2 separate regions of the Anas platyrhynchos genome follow, and region 1 is linked to region 2. A link is a contact called in public Hi-C data. All regions are on one chromosome and are shown on one strand. The core of a region is the stretch at or near the end of the contact, and the rest is flanking DNA. Distances in the headings are between cores, read along the strand shown.

Region 1 (5,313 bases), core at 71-2,570, 140 kb after region 2:
AACCTGCAGTCAGTGGGCCCAAGATGTAGCCAAATGCTGTCTGCTAACACATCACCCAGTGCTCCATCCTTCTGTGGCCATCCAGTAGGCCTCAAATATCAGAGCTGCCAATTGCATGTGATTCTCCCCAGAATACTAAGCAAAAATAATCTTGGGAAGCAGATTCTGAGTACAGCAGGAACGACCTATTTTCATCAGCAACTCTCCACTCCCTGGGCCCTTCACACAGGGATAGCCAAAAGCAGCTCCTTCCCCACTCGTACCCCTACCACAGGATACCGCCCGCTCAGTTATGCTGTCACTGCTGTTCAGGGGCACTGCGAAGCAGGTTGAGAAACTAACTTGGATTGGAAATGAACAAACCGAAAGATAAAACGGGATTAATTTCACAGCACAGCTTTACAAACAGCTACATCAGCACAACTGAAGGGGCAAGCAACGAGGGACAAATGCTCTTTATAATGAAGTTGCTGCCAAAGCCCTGGTCTCATCTCCTGAGGTGCTACCACTGTGCTCTGAAGAGATGCAATCTGGCCTGTCTGTGCATCACAAAGCACTCCAAATGTGCAAGCACTCAACAGAACAGTCCCACTAAAAACCTTTGGGGGCTTTAACAAGAAATGACTCACTTTACAGCTGAGAGGAAAAAAAAAAAAAAAAAGACAGGGAAGAAGCTAATTAACTCATGTGAAGGCAGAGCAAGGCACTTCGAGTCATGACAAAAATCCCCAACTTCCTATCCTTGAGTGTCTCATACTCAAGCCATTATTGGTGATGCTTTTATCCTGCAGAAACCCCAACCTAGGAAGGACAAAAGTTGAGTATTTTTATATATGTGTAATTAATACAGTTATACATATAAATTATATGTATTTATCAATTATATAATTTTTATATTTATATTTAAAAGTAGGACTCTGAATAACACACCTTTAAATGGGACCTCCACAGGTGCAAATAGCCTGCTCCCAGACAGAAAAAAGGCCCTGATGGTAAAAGCATAGGGCTCTTTTACCTCCTCCATGCAGAGCATGAGTGTGCCTTCACATCCAGAGGTGTCTGTAGGTATGAGTATATTTTCACACATCCTGAAAAGGTGGATACTTAGAAATGCATCAACACATCTATCCTTAGCTGCCCAGTCTGTGCAGAATACGACCCACTGTCAAGACTTACTCCACAAATGGCAGCACAGATCTAAGCAGAGAGAACTGATGACCTCACACATATTTGTAAAATAATGTCTTGTACAAATACACTTAATTTTTTAAGCACCAGCAGAAACATCTCCGTGTCGGCACTGCCCTCTCCTGGGCAGAATCAATACTGCAGAGTGCTCAGTCTTCCAAAAGGCCATGTGCTATTTCTTCTTGGAGACAGTGCCTAATATGGTGCCTTCTGTTCTCAAGGGGCAAAGAGAAGAGCAACAGGCACTGTCCATTTCAGAACAGCAAGCTGCCTTCTAGTGCTGATCGATCAGTCCCAGGGCAGTCTTTATCCTACACGAGTTGACTCTTGACCACCTCACCTTCCCCTGCAACTTGTCAATTATCTATTAACGATAAGCCTTTCACCTACCTTATGTTCAGGGATTATATTTCCCCGTGAAGACATGTCCTAAGAAAAGCAAGGCCTGTGACAGAATTTCAGTAATTAGAAATGCCGAGTCTGCCTCCAACCCTGCCCAACCCTGTTTCCTTTCCCTACCTTAAAGTAGATTTGAACTTGGTGTTCAGCTGAATAACATCGCAGTGGCACATTTGGACACATGAGCACAAATCATGTCAAATGTATGGAAATTATTTCTGATTTTAATAGAGATTTCTCTGTCAAGTAGTTTATATTGAAATTGTGAGTTCTGTGATAGGACTGATATAAAAAAATAGTAGAAATGGCAGAAAACTGAGCTTAGAAAGGCTGAAAAACATCCTGAGGTCCCTTTTTCTTTTTGTAATTTGGTCTGAAGAACTCTTCCCCTGTTTTACCCTGCTCTAAAACTACTGCAATGATAACAGTTTCCCTGTTACCCCAAGTATCTGTAACAGGGATGAAACATTCTTGCCGTTAAAAATCTTGCAAATTTCGAAACTAAATTTCCCTTGATGAAATTGAAATCCAGTTTGTTTCCTATCCCTACACTGGATTTGGAGAACTATTTTCTCTGCAGTGGCCTTTCACATGTTAGAAGACAGTTAACATATCTTTCTCCAGTTTTATTTTCTCCAGATTAAACAAGCCCAATTGTTTTCCCACCTAATAGCTCGATGAGTACTACCACTGTACAGATTACTAATTATTTTCCCTCTGCACAGCTATTTATAACAGTGTGTACATTTCTGAAAACGCAGTGCCCCGAGCCAGACAATTCCCTGCCTAAGGCCTTAACAAGATCAGTAAGTGTAAGGTTTACTTATCCTGCTCACACATCTGAATACAGTCACATACACAAACCGGTCGCATAAAAGGAAGCACAGAGCAACTGAGAATTTCCCCTCTGGATTCCCAGAAGACAGATGCCAGATCCTAGTGAAAGACAAGGAAATACTCAAATGCTCTGTGCAACTGAACAGTCCCGGCTGAAAACCATCTTGTTTGGACACCAAAGGGAATATTTAGCTTTGCCACCTAATCGTAACTCATCCTCACTTGCAGACCTGGCTTTCAGTCCAACCACATTCAGTTATCTAGGAACAAACTACAGTCTGGCAACAAGCACTTTGTACACATTTGGATTTCTTTGTAGAGGATCTTCAGCACCACCCTCTGGCCAGTTTCACTTACGTTGCAAATGATTCTCTCTACCACTCAAAAAAACAAAGAAATTTAAGGAGTGAGAAGGAACCCAATCTAAAGTTATTTCTCCTAGATCAAGTTCTACAACAACACCAGAAAAATAAGAAAGCCTACAGAAGAACTGTTCGCCTCTATTTAAACAGATAAATTTCAAACAGGAGGCAAAGCATGCATCACACTTTTAGAGAAAAATAAGATTAGGACCAAAGGCATTAGAACTACACAAAGAGCATGAATTTTCCCTCCTTGATGCCCGCACACACACCTGCCTTAGCCCGCTCCCCAGACAGCAAGCACTGCCTTGTGGCAGAATACCTGATGGCCCACATAAGTAACAGAGAAGCTACCTCTGAGCCCTTGGGGAAAAGCGTGTACAGAATATAAATCCCGGTATTATTTTAGAGCTTTACAGCTGACTTCCTGAAATTAAGAAAGGGCATTTTCAGTCTTGCGCATGGAATATGACAGCGGTCACCCACGAAGCCTTTGTCCCAGTCTCTGAAGTACCTGATGCCATTCACCATGGAGTAACAAACACACACGCTACATACAAGTTCTCACTGCCATTTCTCCTGCCCGTTCCTACTCTAAGTGATTAAATCTTCTTCGGAAGTCAATTTAAAACTGAAGAAGTTAAAAGATCCTTTTGAAATTGAATTTTTATTGATTCTTTGAACATTGCTGTAACTACTTAGTTCTACAACTCTAAACATTACTGACAAAAACTTTGGTATTTTCTGAATCTAACACCTAAAACTAATATGACACTGTTACTTTGACAGACATGCTGCATAACCTGCTCATTTCAAAAGCATGTTTTTTTTTTGTCGCTTTTGTTGTTGTTATCATTTGCCTATACTTACCTAACTGTTGTTTACACACATTACATAAAGGAAAACCACACAACTGCTAAAATCCCAGCTAGGTAGCTCCTGGGAAACATTTAGTTTCTAGGAGTGCTTTGAGAGCACCGATGGGAATTAAAAAGGCCTCTCCAGAGCACAAACGGCAGTTCAGCTTGGTTTTTGAAAGATAAACATCTTTCTGCCACTTAGAAAGACAGCAAAAAAAGGGCTTACAGATGAGAACTCAAGGAGCTTTAACTTAACACCAATGATGAACAGAGCTGGCAAATTCAGGAAACAAGTGGGTGGCAAAAAAAGAATCAGGTAGACTGAAAACCATTCATTCATCTTGAAGGGAGAAGTGAATTGGTAGAAGGGGTTGAAGAGATTTGAGGATAGACTTCCCACAAACAGATAATAGTGAAAGATCAAATTGAAAACACCACCAATATTTATTTTAGTTTTTTTAGCCACATAGGTCTTCCTAAAAACCAACACAGATGCCAGGAATTGCACCAACTTAGGTATTAGGACTATAAGCAAACCCTGACAAAGTGATCAGTTCCCATGCAACATTGAGCACTAAGCAGTAATAATTTAGATGCATTCGGTGCTGTCAGCGATGACCGTAAAACAGAGCATCACTTTGAATCATCTAAAACTTTTGGTTGAAATGAAATCTGACTGCTCTGAAGGCCACACTGTAAACGATGCTTTTAATGAACTAGAAACTGGCACGAACCAAAGGCCAGAGCACAGGGGTATTTTCACCATTTTCCTACTGTTTTCAGAGGACTTCAGAGTCTGGAAACCAGTTAAATGCACAAGATCTATAAAAATCTCAGCCTACAAATACTTTTTTCAAGAACTAACAACACAACTCAACCAAATACAGGTAGAATCCTCCAAGTGCTTTGTACCATATTGAATCTCTAGAAAGGAGCACTTCTAAAAAAAAAAAAAAAAAAAAAAAAAACAGAAGAGACAACACTGACACTGACTTAGCGCAACACAATCGCACTCAAGCATGCAAGACTATATATTAATACTTTTCATCTATTCATTGCAATATGTTTTTGCAAATAATGGGTAGTTCAATTCTTTTTATGGTTAGGAATCTGAGACAGACACATTCTATGTATTTTCTGAATTCATAGCAGATAGTAGCACCTCCAGAAATAGTACATCCAAATATTTTATTCTCAGTACTGTGCCTCATCTACCAAAAAACGCCACATAGCCAGAAGGAAAACTCAAGTCAGTGCTCAAGGATAGTCATACAGCAGTAACACAATTACCCCTCCAACACTCACCCCTTTTTCCTTTGCAGTTTCTTTGAGAATTTAAGTAAAATGAGTTCTGTTGGTTTAGAGTTTTTTCCCTTGCATGCTTACAATCTGAGTGATAAAATCCAAGATTATCTTAAAAATGCACGCTATTTTTTTTAATTCAGCATTTAATCATAAGTTTTAGTTCAGTTCTAGTGAAAACAGCGATGCATCACAAAACCCACAAACTTTGCTGCCACCTAGAGGTAAAATCTTTCAAGGACCACAAAGCAAAGAAAAAACGCATCTTTTTCCTTTCCATTATCAAGGCCTCCTTTATTTCTCAGTGTATAAACAGAAGCTACAGTTGATACTTTCTAATTCCAAAAATTAAAATATGAAACGAG
Region 2 (5,750 bases), core at 796-3,295:
ACTCCTCTGAGGGGTGGTTGGAAACTTGCAGGGGGAGACAGCACAGCAGGGGAAAAGCTGCCGTGCGTGGCTGCTCTCAAGAGGTTATGGCCAGGACTCAACGAGGCACTTGCTGGAGGCTTTGCCTCAGTAAGAAGAGAATCAGAGCCATGTAAGGGTGGTGGGGTTCGGCCCATTGTAAGCCCTGGCATTCATAAAGGAGCACAGCGTCACTGCATGCCTGTGACAGACAATCATGGCTTGTTTTTCATAATGTCATGTTACAATACTTTGCACTGTGATTTTTATATAGTAAGCCCTTAATGTAAGTAATTGAATTTTCTACTAGTGGGAAACAGGCTGCATTGACCATACCCAATAAGCTATTGTCCCACTAGTCATTTTTGCATCATTTTTTTAACCAACATTTGTTTTAAGGCACTGCCTTTTTTTTTTCCCTCTTATTTATTTTTTTTTTGAGTGCTCTCTTGCCTCTATTAAAGGACAATGCAAGCCTGAAACCAGCAAAATGCTCACGTCATTCCTTTCATCAGGAGCTGAAGCAATATGGTTTAGGAAGGGAATAAACTAGCTAACTAGTTGCTAAAGCTATCTTGAGCCCCTTCCTGTGAACTCCATAAGCACTAGTTCTCACACAACTCTAGAAGCTCAGTATGCAAAGTTATACTAAAACGGTATTAAAACTTTTACATCTTCCACCCACATAAATGAGTCCCCTCCTACCCCTCCACAGCTTCCAGCCTCAAATATCCTGGCATAAAATGATCAGACAAAATAGGTGACTTATGTTTTTATTGGTTCCTCCAGACTATGACGACATTTCCTAAAATGCTGAGCCAGGAAACTATTAATGTCTCTGAAAAAGTGGAAGGGGTCAGGCTATTTCAAAGGGCATGTGTTTGCTAAGAAGCCTTTGTTGCAGATGTATAGGCCACTTAAGATTCAATTAGTAGTAACAAAAATATTTAGCATTCACATAGTATTTCTAGCTTTCAAGTAGATTATGAACACATTTGTAACACCTCTGTGTGGTAAGAAAGTATTACCCTTTTTTACCTTTTTCAGAATTAAAACTGGAAGGTGAAACAGCTTTCCTTAGATTTTATAAAGCAGCATGTCCCTTCCAAGACCAGAAGCCCCCTCAGGTTTTGTACACGCTCCCAATCTCAGGCTGTTACTGGAGGGAGAAATGGAAATGGTCTCAAGCTTATGAACATTACAAAAAGGAAGACAAACCAGATTTTCTTGATTTATCTCAACCACATTGGCCTGCATTTGGCAGCACAAGGTAGTTCAGGCATTTGCAGGTGGGGCCATAGATTATTTTAAAAAGTTCCCTCGGTTTTATTTACCAGCACTAAACCAAACCAATTGGTATGCCAACAGGAGCATACCAAAACCAGGAGAGAAAGAAGGATCCTAGAGGGGATCCCAAAAACCTTGTAATTTTCAGGCAAATACTACATTGTGCATACTTCTTGCTTGTGCTCTACTGTCAGTAGGGATGGGAAGTGTCAAGGGAGGACACAAAAAAAACGCACAAAACCTTGGAGGTAAAGCTGCTCTAAAGGTATTATAGCTTAACTTGTGGCAAATTTAACTTCACCTGCCAACCCAGCTTTGGTCCTGATTACATTAGAGTACACATGAAGGTCAGTTCCCTAGCATGGGGGTGGCAAAGCAGATTTAAACCCAACCTACCTACAGCACACAGAGTACAATACATTTTCCACAGAAAAGAGTGCTGTGACCTAAGAGAGGTCATTCTGCCCTTACTGAGTCCAGAATCTCACTCATTTGTCACACCTCAAGCCACCACGATCCTGTCACGCTACCACCACCACCGTAGGTAAAAATCCCACTATTGCACAGTGCCATCTCCTGGGCAAGCAAGACTGAAGAAACTCCTGACTCTCTCGCAGCATCCAATGTTTTCACGTCTCTTCCAGTGCTGGCACTACCTCTGCTAGCAGAACACAAGCGGTGAAATCACAGGAAGAAGAGCAGGTTGTTTACAGCTCCCACCGTGAAACGTGAGACCCGGCAGCCTGCTCTGGAGAGAGGCAGTATGTGCACGGGCAAGTACCGTGCAAACCCACAGGATTAAGTTCACTCTGGGCTGCTGGCTAATCACAAATTAGCAATTAAGGCTTCCTTTCAACATCCAAACAGGAAATGGGAGTGGAGGAAGTGAAAGCTTAATAATTTCTTGTGTGTTAACAAGTTACATGAGCCACTCCAAGAAAAAAGTTTTCTGAAGTGAACTTAAACCTAGCACATTGTCTGCCCCAGTGGCAAGCATTTCTCTTTAAAACCAAACCGTGCGTCTTGGAAAAGAAAGCACTGATGCAAACATTCAGTTTGACACTGCTTAATTTCCAGGGAAAGAGAACATCAAGCCACGGAATGAAGTTGAGGACCCTACCTTTGTGTAAGCACAAGTGCTGAGATTATGATCTTGAAATGAAGCCAGAGGTGGTTAGTCTGGAATCTCTCTAGAAACAATCAGTGAAGAACCGGAACAGAGGGGTAACTGTTCAGTTATCATCAGCTGTTAGATCCATAATGGCCCCTGACCAAGAAGCAGGAAAATCAGACAATGTGTTAGGTCTTTTTCTTTCTACTATCTCTCTGGGCTACTGTCCATTTTGGCCCTGTATATTTCACAACATCTACCTCACCATACAATAGAGGGTGAAGAGAGCTGGGGAAGAAAGTCCCTGTGGGGCAACAAGAATCCTGAAAGGCCTGAAGGAGCAAAGGACTCTTAGGCTGAATGCAGCGAGGAACATCTCTCTCCATCTTCAAACCCATCAAGTCACAGCCCCTGGCAAAAGCAAAAAGCCTGACGCGTTACGCACTCCTAGCTTTGTGCTATCTTCACAGAAGGAGAAAGAAAAAAGCTTTGCACAACTGTTGAGTAACTCTCAAGAGCTCAAGAAAGATTAAAGGCCAGTCTCTTGGATGCCTGGAGATATCAAAGACAGATTAGGGACAAAGAATAAGATGACATGTATGGGTGGATGCAGGCAGATGTTTTGAGGGAACAAAATTGATCTGGGAATACAACAAAGAACTCCTTATTTTTTAGGGATTCTTTACAGATGTGCCTTCCCCTCCCCCCCAAACAAAACAAAAACAAACAAACAAACAACAAGAATAAAACCACACAGATAATTTAAGTGGACTGCATGGAGAACAGAAGAAAGGCAAAAGAATTTAAAAACCACTACAACAAAACACCTTCTGTCAATATATCTGCTGTACAATCTCATTATCTCCCATGGATGCAAACAAGAACAGACATATAACATAGTTACTGCAGCCCACAAATACTGACCGGAAAAAATAAGGAGCTAGTATCATGTGGGTGCATGTTCTCCATTATGGAGCGTGCAAGTTTCTTTTTTCTCATTACAGCAGCTTACCTCTACATACTTGTTACAGTATGTACATGGTTGCGTGTGTGGACTTCACTGTGGACTCTCAAATTGCTGCTCTGAGCAAGGAAAAAGGAGGAGAAATGTCTATTTGACATGTGAACTTCTATCCTAGATCTTCCAGGCCAGACAGTTTTCACAGTAGGCATTCCCCATTTCCAAGGCGACTGGAGGCAGATCAGATATTTGATCAGCCTCAGGTTTGGATCACCCATTTGCAAAAACTCTCCAGAACAAGAGTTTTGAAAATTGGAAAACATTAATTGCGTAAAACTGCTGGGTTTGTTTGTTTGCTTGCTTGGTTTTAGATGTAATCATAGGTAGGCATTATCTCCTTCATTGGAAACAGCAACGCCCTTTTCCCAAAGGACTCATACTGCTTGCTACCTTGCTTTTTACTTCTTTACAACAAGGTATTTACTTCTATGGAGTCACTACTTACTTTGTTCATTTTCTCATTCAGGATGTTTGTATTCAGGGCAGCAATGCCACTTCCTACCACATGAGAGACCATGACAACTTTGCGAGACTGCTGCCTGCTCAGTTCCCAAAATGACGATGTCTGCCAGAACATTCAGGTTTCCAGCCTGTGATGCTTCAGCAGGTTAGTTGGCCTTCACTTCTATAGTATCAAATGCTTTTCCTTAAGCCAGAGGTTTCCAATATTTCTCCCTCTCTTCCCAAAGAGCAGGGAGGGAGTATCTAGATGCGGTTACTTTGGTAAGGAGCACTGAAGAGTTCCTACTTGTTTAGCAGATATTAGTACCAACAATCCACTGCCAAAAATGGAGGAGGAATGTACTGACAACTCTTGGTGAGAGACAAATTATGATCCACATCTCCTTGCCCTACATTCACACAACATCCAAGCTCACATGTTCCATTCACTTCAGGAATACATACTTGTGACCAGTTTCTCTGGACCAAACACCAAGTACCTGTTAAATAATATTAAGAATGATTTCACCCTGAGATGCTTGTACTGGATCTTACCCAAGAACTTTTTATACATTACATATATTACTGTTTTGCTGCAGTTGCTGTTTCAAAGTAAAGCAAGAACTCTGACAGATATATGCATGAGATCATCCAGATGAGGAGACTGTATATTTGGAGAGGTGTGGTAATACTCGACAAAACAGATTATCTTTTTCAGTCTGTCTTCCAAAATAAAGATTTTCTTGGATGATTATTTAACACAGGGGTTCCTAGAGGTTTGTCCAAGGAGGGCAACTTAATAGGTGGGATATTCAGGCTAGAAGCTGCATAACAGAAATCAGTCTGTACGACAGCGCAGAACAGCTACAACTTAAAAATACCTCTGAGGGTCATATTTAGAAGTTTTCTAAGTCAGTCTTTGGGAAGTCCCAACTCAGAGGCTGAATTCTCGTCAGAAATATAACTGATCCTTGCATTTTCTTTCTTCTCAAGGAGACATTTCTAAATTTTTGTTTTGTTCTGTTTTGCGATGACTACTAGGATCTGTGTTACACAAGGAGAAGATTGACAAAGCAAGAGCAGACATGCTAGCCTTTCAATTTATAACATACTTGTAAATGCTTGTAAGCTCAAAACAAGCAATAGTCTTTATTGAAAAGGCCTCCAGCTCTACAAGCAGCTCACGTTATATTCAGGCAGTAGTGGAAGGGAAGGGGTTTTTACTGTTTAAATCTTCAGTAGATTTCATAAGTTTTTTTTTCAATAGTCTGAAGGTTTTAGAAGGTACTAAAATAACTTTTAGTATTGTCTAGAATACCACTCTCATTATGGTCTCATTGAGATACGTGCATGATGTGGTTTCTCTGTGCCACAAACACACACAGAGGAAAGAATTTTGCCTTGCGTTATATTTGTGCTGAAGCCTAGAGAGTAAGGAGTAACAACTGTTGATATATAGTCCCCCTTGAAGGCCATCAGCCTCTGTTCACATGTCTTCAAGAGAAGGTGGCAATTGTAAACTGCATCCAGGATTTGAGCACACAATTATACCAGTCAGATGACAATTCAATCACAGATAATTTAGGCACTGTTAGTAGTACAAACAGTCCCCCAAGCTTCAACTTTTTGTCTATGTTTTCAGTGGCCATCCATTCCCAGTTGCACACAGATTCACAAAATGAGAGGCTTTAGCATTTTGGTCTCTGTTTTGTAGGGTTAGCAAGAAGGCTTGCTCAGCTGTTATGCCCCTATTACCAAGACTGCAGCTTCCTTAACTTCAGTCATATTAACAGAAAACACCTACTCTAGTCCTTAAGTGCAAGTAGGTGTAAGAGAGCATTCGATTCCACCTACAGAAACCACCTGAGGAAC

The links. Hi-C and Micro-C count contacts between places; a contact is called where the count stands out from the background.
Region 1: a Hi-C map of subcutaneous adipose tissue shows a contact between it and region 2, with 2.0 times the contacts expected there. The contact joins two enhancer-like sites. A contact is called at or near these places in 4 of 8 Hi-C or Micro-C datasets (F1 follicle, liver, skeletal muscle and 1 more).

Annotation. Positions count from the first base shown.
Region 1 is chr1:89,346,616-89,351,928 of IASCAAS_PekinDuck_T2T, forward strand. All of the region lies in intron 1 of CMSS1 (cms1 ribosomal small subunit homolog), which reads right to left. All of the region lies in intron 14 of TOMM70 (translocase of outer mitochondrial membrane 70), which reads right to left. The region is part of intron 4 of FILIP1L (filamin A interacting protein 1 like); the gene reads left to right. Among named protein-coding and RNA genes, the nearest start is that of TBC1D23, 10 kb to the right of the region's middle. Within about 2 kb of position 1,321, at least 2 of the 8 cell types and tissues checked have an H3K27ac peak or open chromatin away from gene starts, as enhancers often do. A contact at or near this core is called in subcutaneous adipose tissue, where this site is marked.
Region 2 is chr1:89,202,271-89,208,020 of IASCAAS_PekinDuck_T2T, forward strand. All of the region lies in intron 2 of CMSS1 (cms1 ribosomal small subunit homolog), which reads right to left. The region is part of intron 15 of TOMM70 (translocase of outer mitochondrial membrane 70); the gene reads right to left. Among named protein-coding and RNA genes, the nearest start is that of FILIP1L, 71 kb to the right of the region's middle. Within about 2 kb of position 2,046, at least 2 of the 8 cell types and tissues checked have an H3K27ac peak or open chromatin away from gene starts, as enhancers often do. A contact at or near this core is called in subcutaneous adipose tissue, where this site is marked.